Linked DNA regions of Mus musculus: regions 1, 3, 4, 5, 6 and 7 are each linked to region 2. A link is a contact called in public HiCAR-type and promoter capture Hi-C data. All regions are on one chromosome and are shown on one strand. The core of a region is the stretch at or near the end of the contact, and the rest is flanking DNA. Distances in the headings are between cores, read along the strand shown.

Region 1 (2,921 bases), core at 269-2,768, 2.7 Mb after region 2:
TCTGCCCCAATTAGCAGCAGGACTGCCCTGTCCATAAGTTAAAGTTACTTTCTGGATAAAGTCAATGAAAACTCCAGGACCTCCCTGGGGCAACTTGCTCATTAACATGACAATCTCAGAGAATACTCCTTTTGCGCAGGAAGTGACAAATATTTACATGTACAAGGCAGGTTTTGTGGGTGATAGTAAGGACAGTACCTTATATCCAGCCAATGCTAGATGCTGCCAGCAGAGCTTAACAATTGAGAATGCAGGGGTATAGTTTCATTCATAGCCAGTAGTTACGATATCTGTGGGGGATAGGTCACCTCCCAAATCTAGGCACGTTGGGGCAGAAACAAAAGCAGACCACAGGCATAAGGCAAAGGAATCTCAGAGACAGAGGGAGTGCTATCTCAGAGGAAGCAGGCTTTGAGTTCTAGCAGAGACAACAGGCATTAGGAACCAGTAAAGCTTCTCTTAACTTGAGAAACAAACAGGTAAGGCACCCTCTGGCACAGAAATCATGGCTCCAAACCCCTGGACCTAGTGAGGTTGGTTCCTGGCCTCCATGGCTGGTTAGCTTTCCTGATGGCTGAGGTCTCAGAAAGATAAAGAAGTGCAGACCAGAAGCCCCACTCCTGCCAAGGCTGCAGCTATTGCTCAGGAGGCTCCTGCAGTCACCACAGGTGGACAAGTCCTGCCTCCCTTACCTCAGGATGTGAGCACTAAAAAGCAGCACTAAGTCCAATCTACTCACCTTGCATGGGGTTCCTTTAAGGTAACAGCACACTTAGCAAACACCCAAGGATCTCATGAGTGAGTGAGGAGAGAAAATGTGTGGTGGCGCATGTCTTTAATCCCAGCACTGGGGGGTGGGGGGTGAGGGTGGGGGTGGGGGTGGTAGAGGCAGGCGGATTTCTGAGTTCGAGGCCAGCCTGGTCTACAAAGTGAGTTCCAGGACAGCCAGGGCTATACAGAGAAACCCTGTCTCGAAAAACCAAAAGAAAAAATACTGGCAATATTTTCAACCATGGGATATGACCGTGATGAATAATGAGATTCAAAACAATGTCAAATGTGCCAGAGTTGAAAGCCTACTAGGAATGGGAGTGGACAAATATTTTGTAAGTTTATGAGAATTTTGCTGCCATCTCCAACAAGACATTCTCAGTGAGCGTGAGAACCAAAGAGGCATCAAGAGCCGCTGGGAGTTAAAAAATATTAATGAATCTTAAGATGATTTTCTTTCCCACATTAGTGTATTGCTTCCTTATTTAAAAACACAACAGGGTCAGCGTGATTCTTTTTTAAAGTAAGATTAAAATTACAACATATGGCCCAGAAATGACTTGTACTCCTAAGATTTCTGTCACAGACTCGACTCACATTCACGTTATCTCCTGTTGTGGATCCGGAGGGGGGAAAACCAGCCCGACTCCCCAAGAATGTGCTGCAGACTGCTTCTTTCCTTCTATTCTCTCTCTTGGGTTGCCAGGGACAAATTCTGGAACCAGAGAAATCACCTTCGGTGGGTTACAGAAATCCCTTCGCACGGACTTCTGGGAAATGTAGTCTGGATACTGTGACGTCACAGGGAGCTAACCGGTAAACCCCCCACTAGGTTTTTGCTTAACAGAGGGGTCTTCCCCAAAGTTTTGCGAGAGTCCTGTGTGGCCGTTACATTCCTGTCGTCTGTGATGTGGAGGTTGGTTCAGAAAACAACATAGCCTGGGTCTCTGTTCCCGGTTCTGTCTCAGAGGGAGCGAAACTGAACTGGGTGGGAGGGCAGAAGCTGCTGCTTGGACCTGCCTTGCTGTACCGGCTGGGACAGGTGACGTTGCATGTCGGGACGATGAGGATTGTGCCCTAGGTGATGGTTTCCTTTGGACACTGCGTGCTGCTCTCGTGCCCTAGAGATGTTAGTGATCCCCAAACACAGGATGTGTCCTTGGCCCACAATGGTTATTTCAGCCTGTTGTTTTGTTTTGCTTTTTGTTTTTGTTTTTTGTTTTTGTGTTTGTGTTTTAGACAGAATTTCTCTTGGTTCTCATGGAACTTACTTTGTAGACCAGGCTGAACTAGAACTCACAGGGATCTTCCTGCCTCTGCCTCCCTCATCTTGGGATTGAAGCTATTCACCATGACACTCAGAGTGTCAGCATGTTCTCATCTCACACTGAAATTGTTGAGCTATTTTTAAACTAAAAATACAGAGTTGTAACTTATAGAAGAAGGAGGCCAAATATTTTTTACCATGGACTACTGATGTCAGGAAGCCAAGGTTCTGGGCCTTCCTGAGTAATGGACGCTCTGGAACAGTGGGAGAGAGAGAAGCTTGCAGTCTTGTTGCCCTGAATGCTGGATGTGTATAAGGATCATGTGGGCTACATCTTAGAATCCGATAACATACTGTTTGAGTTGAGCACAACAATACTTAGAAAAATGATCAAAGCTTATCTATACAATTATTTTAAAGGACCCCACTAATACATAAACTGCTGATATTTTCATGTATAAATAAAAAAATAATATGACTATTCTCGTTGGCCAATCTGGGGCATTATTCAATAAGACATGAATATAGAAATTAAAAAATTTTGAAATAATTAGACAGCATAGCAAACATGCTGCTCAACTACAGCACACTGATACATGCTGTCAAATGTGTAAAACACACTTCAGAAATGTCACAAACATCAACCAGTACCCATTAGAGAAAACACAGAAATGGAACATGACAAGGAACAGTGAATTCTGTTCTATGTTAAATTCTCAGTATGATTAGTCCTTTGCATGCTGGTTTCCCCGTATGTTCAGAACCTTGAATGATATTAGTCTGTGAGTTCTTCCTTTAATGTTCTACCCCTTGCCTCCTCCATCTCCTGTCCCTTGTCACTGTGCTTTGTGTCGCTGCTGAATTCTGGACAAATGCAGAAACC
Region 2 (2,935 bases), core at 364-2,863:
TCAATACATGACCATTTAACAGATCAGGCACTGAGTGGTAAAACTCTGGTAGAATCAGGACTAAAAGCCAGCTCTACTCTAGGTCTAAAACATCAAGGAAATGAGCCACAAGAATGCAGACAGAACAAGACTTTAAGGTCTGTACTTGGCAGACTTTTGAGAGTTGCAGCAATTTTGTACCTAGTAAGCCCTTACTAAAATATACTATGTGATATAGTATGTGGTTCTGTTTTACCTCAAAATTTTTGCATGTTTGAATTTTGACTTGAGATTTCATTCTGCATACTACTAATTCTCTACCCTCCCAATTGTACCAAAGATGAATTCACACAGTCAAGTATGCACTTGGAACCACTTAGTATTCTTTAACAGAAATTAAATATGCAAGCTTAAAAACAGGAAAAACACATGACCACACATATCATATTTAAATAAATTCCTATTTCTCATTGAACAAACTTTCCCATAGTTGCAAGAGTTTGTACTCAATTCACTGCAAAACTTTAAGTTTTAAGTCCTAAGTAGATCCTTCCCCAAAAATCCTTTTTATACTTATGACTGAAGAAATGACATTAGTCCCTGTGCTTAGTTTCCAACCATTAAAAGAAGAAGAAGAAAAAGTGGCACTGGTAAGGTCTGTACTGTGAATCCAGGTCAAGGAAAATAAGCCTTCCCTAGCTGTCAAACTCATCTCAACTTTACATGTCACTAAAGGAGATCAGGCTGAACTTTCACCTTCAGGTACAGAGATCTTCAGCTTCCTCTTACTACACTAAGGCCACTTCTGAAACCCAGAGGAGGAGGAAGTATCAGGCGCCTCCCACTTTGACCTCCAGCATCCCTGTAGGCAATTCCGGAGACTGCGAAAAATGAAGGCTTTAAGACAGACTGACACACACACACTGTCTAAGTTGCTGTGGACAAAATCTGTGCCCAGAAGATTTCTGTCAATTTGCACAGAATTATATCCAAATTATATTACTGTCCCGCGTCTGGTGGCTTTTGAATCAATAACCAAATCTCCTAGAGGTTCGTCTGGGGAGGAGTTGATAGGAAAGCCAGCTTTTCAAAGAACCTGGCTCTCCTAGAACAGCCACAATCCCAGAGTCCCTGTCCGAACCCAGTCAAAACTTACCCAGCTGCCGCTCGCGGCCTGAGCGCTCCCGCGCTTCTCAGGCATGGTTGACGCCTTGGGTGAGGCCACCGCCTTCCACCTCGGCTCCTCCGGCGACTCCCCGTCCGTGCTCATGCCGCCGTCATGCCAGAGCAGGTTCGGAGCGCTCCAAGACACTGGCGACGCCGCCACTGCGGCGGCGGGGCCCGAGCCTTCATGGGCTCCGCGATCCGCAGCGGCCTGCCGCTCGGGCGGCGGCGCCAGTGGCGACACCGGCTGCTGAGAGGACGCCGAGGCTGGATCCGTGCAGGAAGCGAACAGGGCCCTCAACTATTCAGTGGTGGTCGTGAACACAGGACCCCGACACTGGCAGTGAGTAGTTTTCAGTAGCGCCCGAACAGTCGGGAGACGGCGTCCCGCCCGGAGAACTCAGCAAAGGCAGCTCCCGCCTAGAACGCCCACCCCTCTCCAGAAGCTCGGGCAAGCTCCGCCCAGACTGCGTAGCGCATCAAAACTGCGTCATCTTCTAGGGACTCCAGGCCTATAGATTTTAACGGAGACTGGAAGGACCCAAAGCGTTCCTGATTGGATTAGACTGCCCGCGAGTCCTAGGGACTGTTTACTCCTACCCCGGGCTAGAATTCCAACTGCACGTCATCCCACCTTCCCCCTTTTCGTGGGTTTTAGGGATCTGACTTGGGTCCTTAGGTAGCATAGGAACTGAGTTCTTTCCAGCCCCTACCCCAAGTAAATGATTTTTTACTAGATATTTTCTTTATTTACATTTCAAATGTTATCCCCTTTCCTAGGATGATAGTTATAAAAAGAACAAACTGACACACAGCCCCTGGAACTGTAATCCTGCAATGGGGAAGTGGTCTACAATTGACAGGATTTCAGAAGCCTCCAACCATGCACTGATTAACAGAAAATTACACAGAATATATTGCTCAGTGGTAGAGCACTTCCCTGGTATTCCAATAGGCTCTAGCTATGCTCACTCCCCAGAGGCAAGCACGCACGCTCGCACTTACTAAACCTAGAACTTTCTTATCCACAATCTCAGGCAGATTGTCCTCAACCCTTCTTCATATATGACCCAGGCTGGCCTTAAATACATGTTGATGATCTTGCCTCAGTTTTCCATATGCTGGGTGTCGGTTTAAGCCACCACACTGGACATTGTTCTTAATTGTTAAATATAACTGGAGACAGAATGTTTAAACAAGTCAAGCACATTTACAGATTTCTGTCATTTTTGTAAATTATATTGTTAATCTCACAGACGTGAATCGAAAGATCACCAACCCAAATTATGGCCAGTTTAAAGCAAGATTTATTGTGTACAAACCAGAGACAAATCAGCAGCTGTCTCCCCCTAAAACGGGGTTCACAATACCAGCCCCAAGCCAACTTCTCAAGCCCTTTATATAGGGCAAAACCATGGGGTGGGGGATTTTGCATGGAATCGTAGATACAGAAGTGAAACCAGGTGGTCAAGGTTAAAGTGGGTCATGGAACAATGGGTATTGGTATAGAACATTCTCAAAAACAGGTAGCTGGGGCGGGAGGTATTACAGTACATTCTATGGTTACTGGGCTAGGGTGCAGCCCATCTCTGAGAAATATATAAACTTCAAGTTTTATAGTAAACAGAAACTTAACTTGGCTATAGACTCGAATTGAGATGGGCTGGCTTCTCAATATCCTTTAATGAGCCTAAGTTTTCCTTCTGTTTCAACCATGTTTTGTTGATTCTGAGCCTGCCCTCTATACTACCTACACAAAAACATCTAATACCATTTGGTTAAAATGCCAGCC
Region 3 (2,700 bases), core at 137-2,636, 2.7 Mb after region 2:
TAATTCGTTCTCCTAGACATTAGGTCTGGAGTGGTTAGGAGCTTAGAGTGCTAAGGAGACAAAGGACTGGGTCAGCTGTATGTAGTATATATGTGTGTGTGTAAAACCATGGTTTAAATAATAGCAATCTCTCTCTCTCTACACACACACACACACACACACACACAGCTGTTAACAAATTAAGAAAACATTTGGAAAAGTGAGTGATAGCTGTTCTTTACGGGCCTGGGAACATGAACTTGTATGACCCTGCCAGCAAGATGGAGAAGTTGCCCTTGAGATGGCTGGACTCAGACAACTGTTTAAAACAGAAGCTATTCAGCTATACGGAAGTCCCCAGCTCCCCTAGGGCCTGGAACTATGAATTTAGTTTCTCTCTAGAATTTAATGAAATCTGAAAGTGAAATCGTCATAGTACTTAGAATACGTTTCTTTTCTTGTCCCCAACAATACTTGCCTGCATTCATGAAAAACCAGGTAGAAGAGGATGAAGCTCTTGTATAGCACAAATTAGTGGATGAACATGTGTGCACTCTACTTACAGACAGACCAAAAAAAGATCCTGAGATAAATTCAGGATTTCTTCGTAAGTTAACATCAGAGAGCTGGATGTTTAACTTTGTCCAATGATTTAAAACAGCTGTGTCCCTGATCCATGCCCTTCACTGTATGGAAGTTTCCAGTGTTCACATGAAAACGTTATCCAGTTGTGGAGTCTTATCCATGTATGGCTCACACAGGTGAACAAGGAGTAGTTATGCATATGTAATGCTTGGTATTAAGCCAAGCCTCCACTGTAGTCAAGGGCTTTACCCCTTGCTCCCTAACCCTACTTGTACATTGTATTTTGAAACAAGGTCTCTTTATTTGGCCCAGGTTAGCCTTGGATTTGGGATCCTCCTGTCTTAAGTTCCTGAGCAGTTCGACTACAAGGAAGGTCACATATAGTTATTTTATAGTAATATTGAATCAGTGTGAACTTTACATGTAGAAGATTCCATAATAAGTACACTTTTGAGTTTAAATCGCAACATATTGAACAGAAATAAGTTGCAAACCTATTAAAGGTTACTGCCAAAGGCTCAATTTACATTTAAACGTGTCCTGTACTGAATTCAGCATTTCCCCCCCCTCTCTGTGTAGCCCTGGCTGTCCTGGAACTCACTCCATAGACCAGGCTAGCCTCGAACTCAGAGCCTGTCTCTGCCTCCCAAGTGCTGGGATTAAAAGCTAGCGCCGCCACCACTGCCCGGTTTAAATTTAGCATTTTAAAAGCCAACTGGCTCCCTGTGGTTGTACCAGGACACAAACTGACTGCTTCCTCCCAACCCCTTACACTCTAAGGGATTTCTTTCGCATAGAGTTGTGGGAAATGTAGTCTTGCCCATATGACGTCACAAGGAGCCAGTCAGGAAACCACGTTTCTACTCTCGGTCTGCATAGTTGCATCTTTCCCAAAGTTGAGCAAGAAAAAGGTCTTGCTCAGTACTCGGTTTGCATCTCTCACATGGAGGTTCGTCCAGGGTGCAACGCTGCCCTGCAGGCGTGAGGGTCCGCGTGGTGATGGGTCCGGAATGGATGGCGAGGGTTTGTGGATGGGAGGTGGGAAGAAGCGGACTTGGGGGTGCTGTGCTGACCTAGGCTGGACCAACCCCACGTTGGATCCAGGTCAGAGCTGCGGAAAGGGCAATGGGGTCGGCTCTGAGAGTGACCGTTTTGCTTGCACGAGGCTACTGCTGGAGTCCACCCTGCGCAGGAGAGCTGGCTCAGGACCCAGGAGTGAGAACTGCTGGAAGTCCTGGCAGGTTTCACCCTGACTGGTGTCTGATGACAGCCTGAGGCTATGACTGGGAGCGCACTCTCCTGCTTGGCTGGGGAAACTCTGCTCTCTAGCTGACTCAGGCTCACATGGTTGTAGTCAGATTTCTCAGGAAATCTAGAACCAACTGGGTGTGTGGTGCTTTCTTTACTTTATAGCTGGCCCAGGACTCTTGGAGTTGACAAAAGTTCATAACCTTGTTTATTTGCAAGTGAAGGGAGTTTTGGGAGGGCGGTTGGTGTTTGGAATGTTGGTTCCATTTTCTTGGTAATGAACTGTTAGATTTATGAACTATTTTGAATAGAAGTCCTTCGCGATCACTGTTGTGACGTCAACCCCAAGACTAACACTCCTATATGAATGAGGGCAGAATAGTCCCTTAAAGGGAAAGATTTGAGTTTTGTGTCAACCAAGTAGTTCACTCTGTAGTGTAGAGTGAAAAGTACTAGAAAATAATAGATCAGCCAGTACCTTCGGAGACTGCGTTTGGACTCCTTTTCAAAATGGAGAAACAAATTGGTGTGAGAATAGGCGTGGGTACAGGGCTGTTGGTTACAGGTGAGAGGGGGCTGAAATGTCTCTGGGGGAGGAAATAATACTGCATCCTAAGAGGTCGGTCTTCATCGCTCTTTAATGGCCAGCTGTTCTGTCTTTGCATATCATCTGCAGTGTCTAAACTCACCTAAACCAACTCTTATCGAAGAATGTGGCATCTAGGTTCCCTAACCCTCCCCAAACAGTTCTAGACAAACTCACCCAAGTACTTACAGTGTGTCAGAGAGACAAAAAGATGGAATTGAGGAGCTCTGATCACTCAGGGCCCTGTGACTGGCACCTTGTAAGCACCTTAATGAAGCCAGCCTTGAACTCCTAATCCTCCT
Region 4 (2,850 bases), core at 200-2,699, 2.6 Mb after region 2:
AATGGTATCTTTGGTGAATAGAACATCTCCCATGTCTCACAGTACATACCTCTATCAGACTCACATCAATGTATTTTAAAATTTACTTGGCTAATGACATTATTTGTTCTGTAAAACCATGAAACTGCTTCCAAGTTGGAGTATGGAATTTTCACTAAACTAAATCTGTCTTCTCAGATCATGGCCAATTAAATGGCTCTGGGCTAAACTATTCTCTTAACCCTTCAAGAGGAGAACTGTGCATTTTGCATGAACAGGAACCTACTATGTGTAAACCTTAAGACCCCCAAGTGTGCTACAGCTTTTGAAATTTATCTTACAGTCTCTCAAAGACAGTACAAAAACTTGGGGAATCCTTTCTAGAACTATCCAGGAAGCATCAGTAAACCAGAAAGCCACATTGAGGGACAGAGTACTTTTAGAAGAGATTAGTCACTGCTGATAATGTGAACAGACAGAAGTAAATCATGTGGTAAGAGAACAATGTTCAGAGCCTGGCCTATTAGCAGAGATATTTTCTCCCTTCCCTTTCAGGCATTCCAGCCCCTCCCTGCGATCTTTCTCTCATCACACAAGTGTACTATCCTATCAGAAATGCAGTCCAAATTTTGAAAAAATAAATATACTCAGATAGTATTATTGGGGCACTGCTGTCTAGTGATTTTAAGCTTAAGTGTAAAATCCATAATTATTTGGATTGTGCCAACATAAGTTCAAAACAATTCCAAGATTATTCTGTAGCTACATAGCCTTGTATTGTGACGACTCAGGTCACAGAGGTGTACATTAGGAATTCCTACTCAACCCGAGGCATCCATAAATCTAACAATTCATTCCAAAAGAAAAGAAACTAACATCCCACACAACAGTCGCCCTCACAAGACTCTCTGTCCCTGGAACTTCCGGAAGTTCTGTAAGTGCTGGGACTCAGACTACAATCACATGAGTAAGGGTCAGCTAGGCAGAGCAAAGTAGAATGCTCCCTTCAGCATCTCCGCACAGGCAGTCAGCAGACCCAGCCTGCCCTTGCCATCCCCTTGTCTCTAACATTCTTCCCGGCCAATCCTGCTCCTAGGGGCAGTGGCCCATCCTAGGTCAACACAGTACCTCCAGGTCGGCGGCCCCCTCGCCCCCCGCCCCCCCCCCCCCCCCGTCTCCCAACCAGCCTGAGCCAGCTCCCTCCGCGCCTGACCCGCCATCCTGCACAGTCCCTCAGATCTGTACGACCGCACTGCTCCCTGCACCAACCTCCATGTCAGGGATCCAAACCCAAGACACTCGATTAACTTTGGGGAGAAGCAAGGTTTAAGAACGAATCCGGAAGTTTGGTACCAACGGCCCCTTCTGGAGTCGTCATAATTGTTGGGACTACATCTCCCACAAATCAGTGTAAAGGACTTCCAGGAACACACCAAAGGAGTTCGGTGCACTGCCTGGGTACCTGCCTAAGTGTGAGCAAGTGAAATTGGAAAGAAACAGGCACATGGGCAGCCACAGGGCATTCGGGCTCTTTTGAAGTGCTGTGGTCTCAGCAAGGGATGTTAGCCTGTGAGTCGAGCCTTTCTCAGTAATGTTAATTATACATGCTAGTTATTTCTGCTAAAACGTGATTTTAAAGCTCAAATCTACTTATGAAATCATACTAACACATGGGAAATCATGCTTTCATGGTCTGCTTTACTTAAAAATAAGGAAGCAGGAAGGTAATGTAGGACTGAGCATTTCTTTAATGAAACCACGCTTGGTGATCCCGCCTGACATGCAGCATCTCAGGTGCTTAAGACAGAAGAACAGGAAATCAAAACTAGTCACCACCGGGTGTTCTCTGAGCACAGGCTTTCCTCCTCCCCATCTCCCAGCAGGAGGCGCAGAGCTCCTGGGATCACACTGGTGAGTCTACTGACTTTTGGTACACTGTGCACTATAGGATTTCCCTTGTTCCCTTTGATGTTCCTTATAGAATTTCCTCTCTCTCCTGATCATGCCATCATTCATGTTTCAGACTATTTAATATTTGGTATCTGTCTTGAACTTCCCTCACTTCTTTAGGAAAGTTTATTCCTGTGCAGTTCATGCTTGAGACAAAGGTATGAACCCCATCCATCACAAGGAAGATTTCATGTTTCTGTGATGCATTCTGATTCACAGGGAAACTGATTCAGAACAGAGACTATGTGAAGTTCCTATCAATTCTTGTATTCCAGGCAGTGTGTTAACCCAGGGATACAGCTCCACTTAGAGAAACTAGAGTCAAGCAGTACATTCACCTGAACACTTGATTGGCATGTCTGTTTAGAATGAGGTCATGACTAGTCTGTACTCCTCCTGAATGCTGCAGTGAAGGGCACTGTCATCAACCATAAGGCCTTAGCATTTCTGGACATGTCTAGGATTCCAGTGTACATGTGCATGTGCGTGTGTGTGCATGTATGTTTGTGTCTGTTACATGTAAACCTACCTGAGAGGGCACTGACTCCTCTGGGAGGTGCTGATCTGTGAGGATGCAGCATTCACCCTCAACTGTTCTGCAGTTTCCATTTCCTCCTAGTGGGATTGGTTAATTCAAGAGGAAGAGGAGGAACTAATATGGTATAGGAACAAAACGAACATGCAGAACCTAACTGAACATACAGGAAGCCCCATTTAGCATGATATTAGGGGCCCAGGCATACTTAGGGAGAGTTTACCACAGTCTGATTCTCAGGCCTTATATGTTTCCTTAGACCATGTTGGCAGTTTCAACTTTATCAGACATACTATCATTTTATAAAAACTTGATTATTTTAGTTTCACCCATACAAACATTCTGGATTAGCTGTGAGATTTGACCAAATTCCTCTAAAATCTATG
Region 5 (2,732 bases), core at 54-2,553, 2.6 Mb before region 2:
GCGCTTTTGAGCAAATACTCCTAGCATCAGAATCTTCTATAAAAGAGAGAGATGAGAAGCCATTTGGTGTTGGTCTGGTTATTGGTAAAGGAGAGTGATTTTGAAAAATTGCAGGCTATTCCCTAGCAGAGATAATGACATAAGAAGATAAAGTTAGGCCAGGCAGTGGTGGCGCACGCCTTTAATCCCAGCATTTGGGAGGAAGAGGCAGGCGGGTTTCTGAGTTCGAGGCCAATCTGGTCTACAGAGTGAGTTCCAGGCCAGCAAGAGGTATACAGAGGAACCCTGTCTCAAAAAAAATCCAAAAACAAAACAAAACAAAAAACAAAAAGCACTAAAAAGAGAAGATACAGTTAGATCTCACCCCTACGTGCAATGTGAGCTGCGGAGAGACGTAACCTAACACACAGCTTCTCAACACTCTGAGCTGAAGTAACTGTGCAAGTGGATTAGACATATCTGCAAAGGAGTCCCCTCTAGTTGAAAATTCAACATACATTGGAACAAACTAACCGCTCAAAAGTATAATAATTTGTATTATGAATTTATGTGAGTTTATCCATATTTGCTTGTGTAAAAGTCTTTTCTACTGTGAGGGTGGCTCTCTTCTCCTGGTTTAAGAGAAGTTTATTGCTCCAAACTTCCCCCAAGCTTATCAAGCAAGAGGCATCTGGACAAGAGGGAAAGGCTCTAGCAATGACTCCTTTACTTAATCACCCACTCCCTTTCCTTAGAGAACTTTCATAGGAAACTTTTTAGAAGAACTTGGAAATAAAGATTAAAGACATGTTTAAAAGTGTCCCACTTTTCTTCCTGTGACTTCAACTAGCAGCTGGAAGTTAGAGCAGCCCAGTTTCTGTGGAGATAGAACAAAAGCTACTCACTTAATCCCCTGTCTTTTTAAGAGGAGGCTCTAAATACCAGAGATCGCAGCGTCCAGCCTTGCCTCAGAGGAACTCGGGCAGGTCAGCTTCTGCTGCAACGCGACTGAGACTTAAGATAGGCAAACGTCTTAATACTAAACAGCAACCCTAAACATCCCTGAAAACCAAGTCTTGTCACCTCAGACACTCTTCCCCCTCCACTGCCTGAAGAGGAACCAAGAATGGCCAGGGCTGGTCCCCTGCATCCCGTCACCCCGACTCCAGCTTCTTAGACCCCTGCTCCTTCCGGTTAAGGGCAGTGGTCACACGCTCACCATGTCGCCACGTCGTAGATCGCTGGCAATTCCCTAAGGCCCCTGGCAGCAGAGATTAAAACAAATCAGACCAAGCTTTCAGCCTGCTCGAAACGGAAAGGAACACAGAGCACCGGAACAAGGCACACGGAAGAACACGCCTCTACTTCTATTGCCCTGCCTATCCGGAGGCCCTGATTGGCTAGTGAGACTTGATTGACATGAGCACCTCCCTTAGGGTTACAGTGCGCTGAAGGCACACAGCTTAGGGCTTCCCAGCTCGGGTTTCTTATCCAGATGCTGACCCTTTTGAGATCTGCAAGACTTTCTTTCAGTCCTGTCCAACAATAGTCTATCTTTCTGTCATCCAGAACTCAGCAGGAATTTCTTCTTCCTGCTCCTCCAAGGCCGCCGCCGGTTCTGCTTCTCCTCGCTCCGCCCCCCTCCTCCACCAAGGAATCAAGAGCCACACCTTGCACAGTACATTATTCAACTTGGAGCAGAATGAACTATAGGTTCCAAGGATAATTACAATTAAAGAGAGATTTTTAGGACATAAAATGTGATGTTTGCTTCTCTCATTTTACACTGACATCAGGAAAATCGCAGCTAATATGCAATTGCTACAGATGAGACTCCAGACAACCCTGGGAGAAAAGCAGGGGATGGTTGCCAATCACTATGGAGCACTATTGTTAGCCAGCACATCTTCCTACGTGGGAAGGTGAAAAAACATATCTGTATTAGTAAAGGTTTTCCAGATGAACAGAACTCAGAGCATGGATATCTTTAAGTATGCAGAAAGTGGATAGATAAGAATGGCTCACAGAATGTGGCCCCACTGGTAAATCAATGACTGTACCAACGGAGATTTGAAGAAAACAGTAGTGCCTTTATGTCTCAGCTGGTCTTTAGTATTTTTCAGCATTCCAAAGATGGAGCCTTAATGCTAGAAAAATAAAGAGACCTTGCTGGCCAGTATGTGGGAAGAAGAGAAAGAGAAAGAACTACCATCTTCAATATCCTTTATATATGTAGGCTCACAGCAGAAGTTCTGGCCTAGATTAATTTTTTTTCTACTTAACCAAAACCTCCAGAGTAAATAAGGGTTTTCCCATCTTAAATGGTGAAAATAATAAAAACATTCACAGTGCCCATCTCTTTGGTTTTAAGTAACTGAACTCCTGTAACTACAGTCATTTGAAATAATTACATTGGTGGCAACATCAGTTAACAGGAAGTTCAGTTTTTATCCAGATTCTTTCTTTTTAGATTTATATATTTATTTTTTATGTATATGAGTACACTGTAGCTGTACAGATGGTTGTGAGCCTTCATGTGGCTGTGGAGAATTGAATTTTTCAGACCTCTGCTTCACTCTGGTCAGTCCCACTCACTTAGTCCCTGCTTGCTCTCGCCCAAAGATTTATTTCTTATTATTATTATACATAATTACACTGTAGCTGACTTCAGACACTCCAGATCTCATTATGGATAGTTGTGAATCACCATGTGGTTGCTGGGATTTGAACTCAGGACCTTGGGAAGAGCAGTC
Region 6 (2,708 bases), core at 39-2,538, 2.7 Mb after region 2:
AAATTTATACACTGAAGATTATAAAAAATCAGGCACTAGATGTTAAATAATTCCATGGGGCTGGAAAGTTAGTTTAGCACTGATCATTAAAGATTTATTAACCTGCTCCTAGAAATATGCCACTAGCTTTGGACGGCAGCCCCCACTGGATACATCCTTTTAGAATTGTTATATTTTGATGATTTATGATGATGTTACCTGTTCTGTTTGCAATGCACTGAATACATGGTTTCAGAGTTGTAATGCTTGGATGATTTTTCTACTTTACTGTGCCAAATGATTTTTGTTGGTATCTGTGAATGTTTCATTTGGATGTAGTTTCTAAGAGATGTAATGTTTAGTTTTTTAATGTATAATATCTCCTGCTTGAGAGCTGCAGAATACACTCAGATTCAAACTGCCTATGTGTTTGTTTCTATTTGTCACTGTCAAAACCTTATCCACCTAGCTTCAAGGACCCTCATTCCAGGGACCCTCATACTTGACTGTGGTGCTCCGCGGCAATCTCTTATGATAGAAATCCTATGATGAGTGATGAATAGTGTGTCAAGAGTCAGTTCACTGGCCATATTGAGCCCAAGATCAGTTTTCCTCCCATTGAGAGTAGAGCCAGGAGCTGGAAGAACATCTGGTGGTGAATAGTTGTGTGAGATTGTGAAAGAGAATCCGGTAAAGCTCTGGCACAGCTCTCTCAAATATTAAATTGTTTACACGGATTAATTGAGGAACGTGTGGACAAGGGACTAAGGACAGAAGAAAATCTCAAAGGGTTTCTGGGGCTTATCGGTAAGAGATATCTGTGTTTCCTAGCCCATATCCGCCCCAAACTGTGGATTTCAGTGTACACACCAAAATTGTTCTGTTTTTTGTTTTTGTTCTCCTCTTTGATTTAGTGTCATAATGGATGTTAAACCTAGGCCTCCTTTACTCCAGGCAAGTGCTTCACCAGTGAGTAGCCCCCCATCTCTTTTGGTAGTGTGTAATTTGGGACATAGACTTGTGATTCTTCTGTCTCAAACCCCTGAGCTTTTTAAGACACAGCATTGATCAGAGTAAGAAGTAAACTTAATACACATTACTGTAAAAGGCTGCACTCATATTCGCAAATTGCCCTTTGTAAATTTGGGATTTTTAAAGGAGCCTAATTCCAGTTAAATACAATCCATGACCTATAAACCCTCTGACTTCTTTGGTTCAGGGCAGTCCTTCGCATAGACTTCTGGGAAATGTAGTTTCTCTCTGCATGACCCCGCTAGACAGGACTCTGCTCTCTGTGCTTCCGGGTTCATTTTGCATTTGTGATTCTCCAAACTCTGCGGCGTTCTCAAAGTTCGGACAGTGTGGCTTGTTCTTCGCGCTTAACATGGAGGTTGGTCCCGGGTGCAGCCTAGACTTGCAAACCTCATGAACTCTGAGGTTGGGCGGGTCCGGCGTGCAGGGAGCCGGTGAGGGCTGGGCGGGAGGCGGAGAGAAGCCCACTTGGATGTGCAATGCAGATCTAGGCTTGGCCAGAGTGCAGGGGTGGGGCGCACGCACGGTGCCAGGAGCGAATGCTCTGTTAGGACGGAGCGACTGCCAGAGTCAATCATGTGTTTCAGGGACCTGAGAGGTGGCCTGCTAGTGCAAGAATGGAGATCGGAAAGCTTGAATCCTGTCTAGTGACGTCATGATTAGAGGGACTGCATTTCCCACAAGTCTATGCGAAGATCTCCAAAAGAGCGCTATTGCCCAAGGCTTTTCAATACCTTTAGGCTACTTTTAAAATACCAGATTTAAAGAGGTTGTTGTAGGAATATGATTCCACCTTTCAATGTCACTGTGTATTGAGTTTACGTCTTACTTTGATCGATATGTTGTGACTTTAAAAGCTCAGGTGTACCTAGAATCGTATGGCAGGAGGGAAAATGCACATTGACACAATTTTACCTTATGATAATGGAGCAAGGAGCTACACTGAGACACACCACATGGCTAGAGCAGGGTGGCTTGGCTGATCGTGCGGAAGCAGGCTATGATGAGAGCGCACACAGCCCCTTGGCTGGGGAAGCTTGCTGTTACTAGCTTTCACATTGCTATTGTCAGATCCCTCAGGAAATCTAGAGCAAGTGGGTTTTTCTGAGCCCTCCCATATTCTATGACAGGCCCAGGACTCTGGTTTTGAGTTCGTGTGGCTCATAGTTTCCAGGACAGGGAGTTCTGCGGGGGAGTTTGGTGTATGGGATGTTCGTCCCGTTTTCTTTGTGATAAATTGTTAGTTTTCAGGGCGGCTCACTTTGGATAGGAATCACTCCTTTACCCACTGTGACAGAACCCTCACATTCACACACCTGTATGAGGCAAAAAAAAAACAAAAAACAAAAACAAAAACAAAAAAAACAAAAAACAAAAAACAAAAAAACAAAACCAAAACCAAAACCTCATAGAGGGGGCGCTCTGAGCTTTGTACCTTCCCAGCTATCACTGATCCTATAGTACAGACTGGAAAATACTAGAAGATATTAACTCATAAAATTGCACCAGAGACTGCGATGTAAGAAATTTGTTTTCTTGTGGAAAGATTGAGAGATGAAGTTGAAGAGCTGTGGCTCACTCATGGAACTGTGATTGTAAACAGCTGGCTGCTCATCCCGTCCTTTGTATACACGTGTCTCCTCACCCTGCCATTTGTGCTGTTTTTGCCACACCAGTCAAATTGATTTGTATGCTGG
Region 7 (2,740 bases), core at 133-2,632, 2.8 Mb after region 2:
TGGAATTCTGTGCCATAGTGAACATATTAAACATTAATAAGTGCTTAAATTGCTATTAACTCTTTGTTTTTAAATGTAAAAGTTAGAAAGGAAAAGGGGCCCAGAATGGGGAAGAGATTTGTTATTTCTGTCTGTCCTCTTCCTCTTCCTCCTCCTCTCCCTCCTCCTCCTCTTCCTCTTCTTCCTCCTCTTCCTCCTCCTCTCCTCCTCCTCCTCTTTGTTTTTGGTTTGTTTGTTTTGTTCTGTTTTGTTTCTGTTGACATAGGTTTTCTCTGTAGCCCCAGCTGTCCTAAAACTGGCTCTGTAGACCCGGCTGGCCTTGAACTCACAGAGATCCATCCACCTGCCTCTGCCTCCCAAGTACTGTGATTAGTTGAATGGGCTGCCAAAGCCAGGAAGATTGCTCTTTTCTGCTAATCAGTGGCCCCATTTACTGCTGAGAAATGATAAGAACTAAGAGCTTATAGTAGTTATAAAGTTGGGGGTATCAGGCATGAGTCACTTGCAAAGGCTCGGAAATTTTTCTTGCATATCTGTGGGTAAATCTTGCTCTCTTAACCTTGTCTGGGAACTTGCAATTAACCAGAAGCTTCAAATAAGTAAAATGGGGGGAAAAATGGTAACGTAGGTACATCCAATTCAAATTGAAATATGATCTGAATCTTTATATAATTTCATGTATTAGCCAGGGCTGTGGGCAGTGTGCGGATTTTTCTGTTGCGGGTGGTTTGAGAATGTTTTCAGCTGATGCACAGTGCCATCTTCAGGTCTGTGAACACAGCTGCGAACATGTCAGCAAGGTATGACAGCAAATGTTATGGGTTAATTGAATCTTTCAGGAATATGAACACAGAGCTCCGGCGTGTGCCCGTATTTGGAAACAGGAGCATCACAGGTATAACTAATTAAGATGAAGCCATTAGAGGTTCATCAGGTCCCGCGTGTTTAAATCAGTCTTTCTGAAGTTTCTTAGGGAAATACGCTCATTTTTCCCCCTCGTGAAATAGACACAGTGCGCCGGGCGTGGTGGCGCACGCCTTTAATCCCAGGACTCGGGAGTCTGAGTTAGAGGCTAGCCTGGTCTACAAAGTGAGTTCCAGGACAGCCAAGGATATACAGAGAAACCCCGTCTCGAAAAACCAAAAAAAAAAAAAAAAAAAAGTTTTGATTTTATTGGAGAGTAGGCCGGTTCATTTAAAATATTTCCCTCAAGCAACAGCAGTGTCTGCTGCTTCCACTGCATTTCCTCACACATGTGAATTTCTGATTCATGAAAAGCCAGGTCTCCAGGGTTCGGCTCCCCACCTCAGAGGGTCAGCGGGTAATTGTGCAGTCACAATGAGGCGGTTTCTTGCTTTTTGTGACAAAATAAACCACCTACCAAATGGCTCCTGAAGGGGTAAAGAAAAGGTAGCAAACGCATACAGTTAAATATTTAGCTAAGAGATGCGCCACGGCTTCGGCTTCAGCAGGGACCGGCTGTCTGCTGCTGCTGCTTGAGCACCGCCAGCATCTTCCCTAGGGGCACGCAGCGGCCGATTGGCCCCTGCTCCGCGGTAACCATGTGCGATCGGAAGGCAGTGATAAAAACTGTAGACATGTCGGAAGAGATGCAGCAGGACTCGGTGAGGTGTGCTATCCAGGCGCTGGAGAAGTACAGCACAGAGAAGGATATTGCGGCCCATATCAAGAAGGAGTTTGACAAGAAGTACAACCCCACCTGGCACTGCATTGTGGGCCGGAACTTCGGTAGTTACGTGACGTACGAAACCAAACACTTCGTCTACTTCTACCTGGGTCAGGTGGCCATTCTTCTCTTCAAATCTGGGTAAAAGCGTGGACTGACTGCATCCTAAATGTCAAATACCAGAGTCCGGATCTTCAGCCTTGTTAAGGGAACGCCTCGTCTGAACCTGTTGTGTTCTGTAGAGGGCCTCATTCTCTGTACAAGTTTGTGGTTATAAAATTAGTGAAACAGCTTACATTTGTATTTATTTTCTAGCCCATACTTCTGTACCCTAGTTTTTTCTCCCTTAGGTCATTCCTTTAAAAATAAATCTGGTGGAGATGCCATAAAAAAAAGAAAAAAAAAAAAAAAAGAAAAATCTTAACACGGTTGCGCATGGGAGGTGGGTGTGGCGGGGGGCGGCGGGGGGGGGGGGAGATTAAGTTCAAGAAAACAGACCAGCCCTGTTTTCCTTCCTTTTATTTATGAGTTTTGACCTTGAATAACAACTGTTGGCCTTGGAGCTATGTTTTCTCTATAAGAAATATGCATTTGTCTTTCAAATCTTTTAGGATGGTTATAAAGAGATTGAATGTAAATCCAGTGTTGTTTGTTGAAGTCTATCATAACACATGCTAATGAGATCACTCATGCCCACCGAGATAGCGTCACTGCCTGTTCAGGCCACAAGATACTTCTTATGACAAGACACTTGAGGTATCTCCATTTCAAAATATTATTAACAGGGCTGGAGAGATGGCTCGGAGCTTAAGAGCACTGGCTGCTCTTCCAGAGGTCCAGAGTTCAATTCCCAGTATCCATATGGTGGCTCAGAGTGGCTCATAAGCATCTATAGTGAGAATTGGTGCCCTCTTCTGGCCTGCTAGCATACATGCAGGAAGAATGCTGACTACACGATAAATAAATAAATAAATAATCTTTAAAAATATTATTGGCAATTTAAAATATCTTCTAGTGTGTCTTTCTTTACCCCTCCCTCCCTCCCTCCCTCCC

Evidence for each region. Promoter capture Hi-C pulls out the DNA fragments that hold promoters and counts their contacts. HiCAR-type assays count read pairs that join an accessible place to other places. Capture Hi-C pulls out chosen DNA fragments and counts their contacts.
Region 1: a promoter capture Hi-C map of pre-B cells shows a contact between it and region 2, with 4 times the contacts expected there. The contact joins the promoter of 4930525G20Rik here to the promoter of Mfsd14b in region 2. A contact is called at or near these places in 3 of 39 promoter capture datasets (hippocampal neurons, liver and pre-B cells) and 1 of 115 datasets of contacts at active chromatin or transcription factors (astrocytes).
Region 3: a contact with region 2 is called in a promoter capture Hi-C map of liver, with 4 times the contacts expected there. The contact joins the promoter of Zfp493 here to the promoter of Mfsd14b in region 2. A contact is called at or near these places in 4 of 39 promoter capture datasets (cranial neural crest, hippocampal neurons, liver and 1 more) and 1 of 9 other capture datasets (liver).
Region 4: a contact with region 2 is called in a promoter capture Hi-C map of liver, with 4 times the contacts expected there. The contact joins the promoter of Zfp85os here to the promoter of Mfsd14b in region 2. A contact is called at or near these places in 4 of 39 promoter capture datasets (cranial neural crest, hippocampal neurons, liver and 1 more), 1 of 115 datasets of contacts at active chromatin or transcription factors (astrocytes) and 1 of 9 other capture datasets (liver).
Region 5: a contact with region 2 is called in a promoter capture Hi-C map of liver, with 6 times the contacts expected there. The contact joins the promoter of Zfp935 here to the promoter of Mfsd14b in region 2. A contact is called at or near these places in 1 of 39 promoter capture datasets (hippocampal neurons), 1 of 115 datasets of contacts at active chromatin or transcription factors (thymic regulatory T cells) and 2 of 9 other capture datasets (adipose tissue and liver).
Region 6: a HiCAR-type map of astrocytes shows a contact between it and region 2, with 8 times the contacts expected there. The contact joins the promoter of Zfp273 here to the promoter of Mfsd14b in region 2. A contact is called at or near these places in 3 of 39 promoter capture datasets (cranial neural crest, hippocampal neurons and pre-B cells), 1 of 484 Hi-C or Micro-C datasets (uterus) and 1 of 115 datasets of contacts at active chromatin or transcription factors (astrocytes).
Region 7: a contact with region 2 is called in a promoter capture Hi-C map of hippocampal neurons, with 5 times the contacts expected there. The contact joins the promoter of BC048507 here to the promoter of Mfsd14b in region 2. A contact is called at or near these places in 3 of 39 promoter capture datasets (hippocampal neurons, liver and second pharyngeal arch cranial neural crest).

The regions. Positions count from the first base shown.
Region 1 is chr13:67,829,467-67,832,387 of GRCm38.p6, forward strand. It overlaps 4930525G20Rik (RIKEN cDNA 4930525G20 gene), which reads right to left and starts at 1,519. Exons shown (of 3, transcript NR_045194.1): 1 at 1,369-1,519. Gm10037 (predicted gene 10037) reads left to right here and starts at 1,640. Exons shown (of 4, transcript NM_001309374.1): 1 at 1,640-1,687.
Region 2 is chr13:65,111,369-65,114,303 of GRCm38.p6, forward strand. Mfsd14b (major facilitator superfamily domain containing 14B) reads right to left here and starts at 1,614. Exons shown (of 12, transcript NM_133680.3): 1 at 1,136-1,614. The coding sequence starts at 1,249.
Region 3 is chr13:67,778,307-67,781,006 of GRCm38.p6, forward strand. It overlaps Zfp493 (zinc finger protein 493), which reads left to right and starts at 1,387. Exons shown (of 4, transcript NM_028402.2): 1 at 1,387-1,513. The coding sequence starts at 1,508.
Region 4 is chr13:67,727,813-67,730,662 of GRCm38.p6, forward strand. Zfp85os (zinc finger protein 85, opposite strand) reads left to right here and starts at 1,450. Exons shown (of 3, transcript NR_027969.1): 1 at 1,450-1,890. It overlaps Zfp65 (zinc finger protein 65), which reads right to left and starts at 1,361. Exons shown (of 4, transcript NM_145622.2): 1 at 1,249-1,361. The coding sequence starts at 1,254.
Region 5 is chr13:62,465,509-62,468,240 of GRCm38.p6, forward strand. It overlaps Zfp935 (zinc finger protein 935), which reads right to left and starts at 1,304. Exons shown (of 4, transcript NM_178875.4): 1 at 1,199-1,304. The coding sequence starts at 1,201.
Region 6 is chr13:67,812,528-67,815,235 of GRCm38.p6, forward strand. Zfp273 (zinc finger protein 273) reads left to right here and starts at 1,289. Exons shown (of 4, transcript NM_198322.3): 1 at 1,289-1,369. The coding sequence starts at 1,364. All of the region lies in intron 2 of 4930525G20Rik (RIKEN cDNA 4930525G20 gene), which reads right to left.
Region 7 is chr13:67,861,944-67,864,683 of GRCm38.p6, forward strand. BC048507 (cDNA sequence BC048507) reads left to right here and starts at 1,383. Exons shown (of 1, transcript NM_001001185.3): 1 at 1,383-1,980. The coding sequence starts at 1,563. The coding sequence ends at 1,832.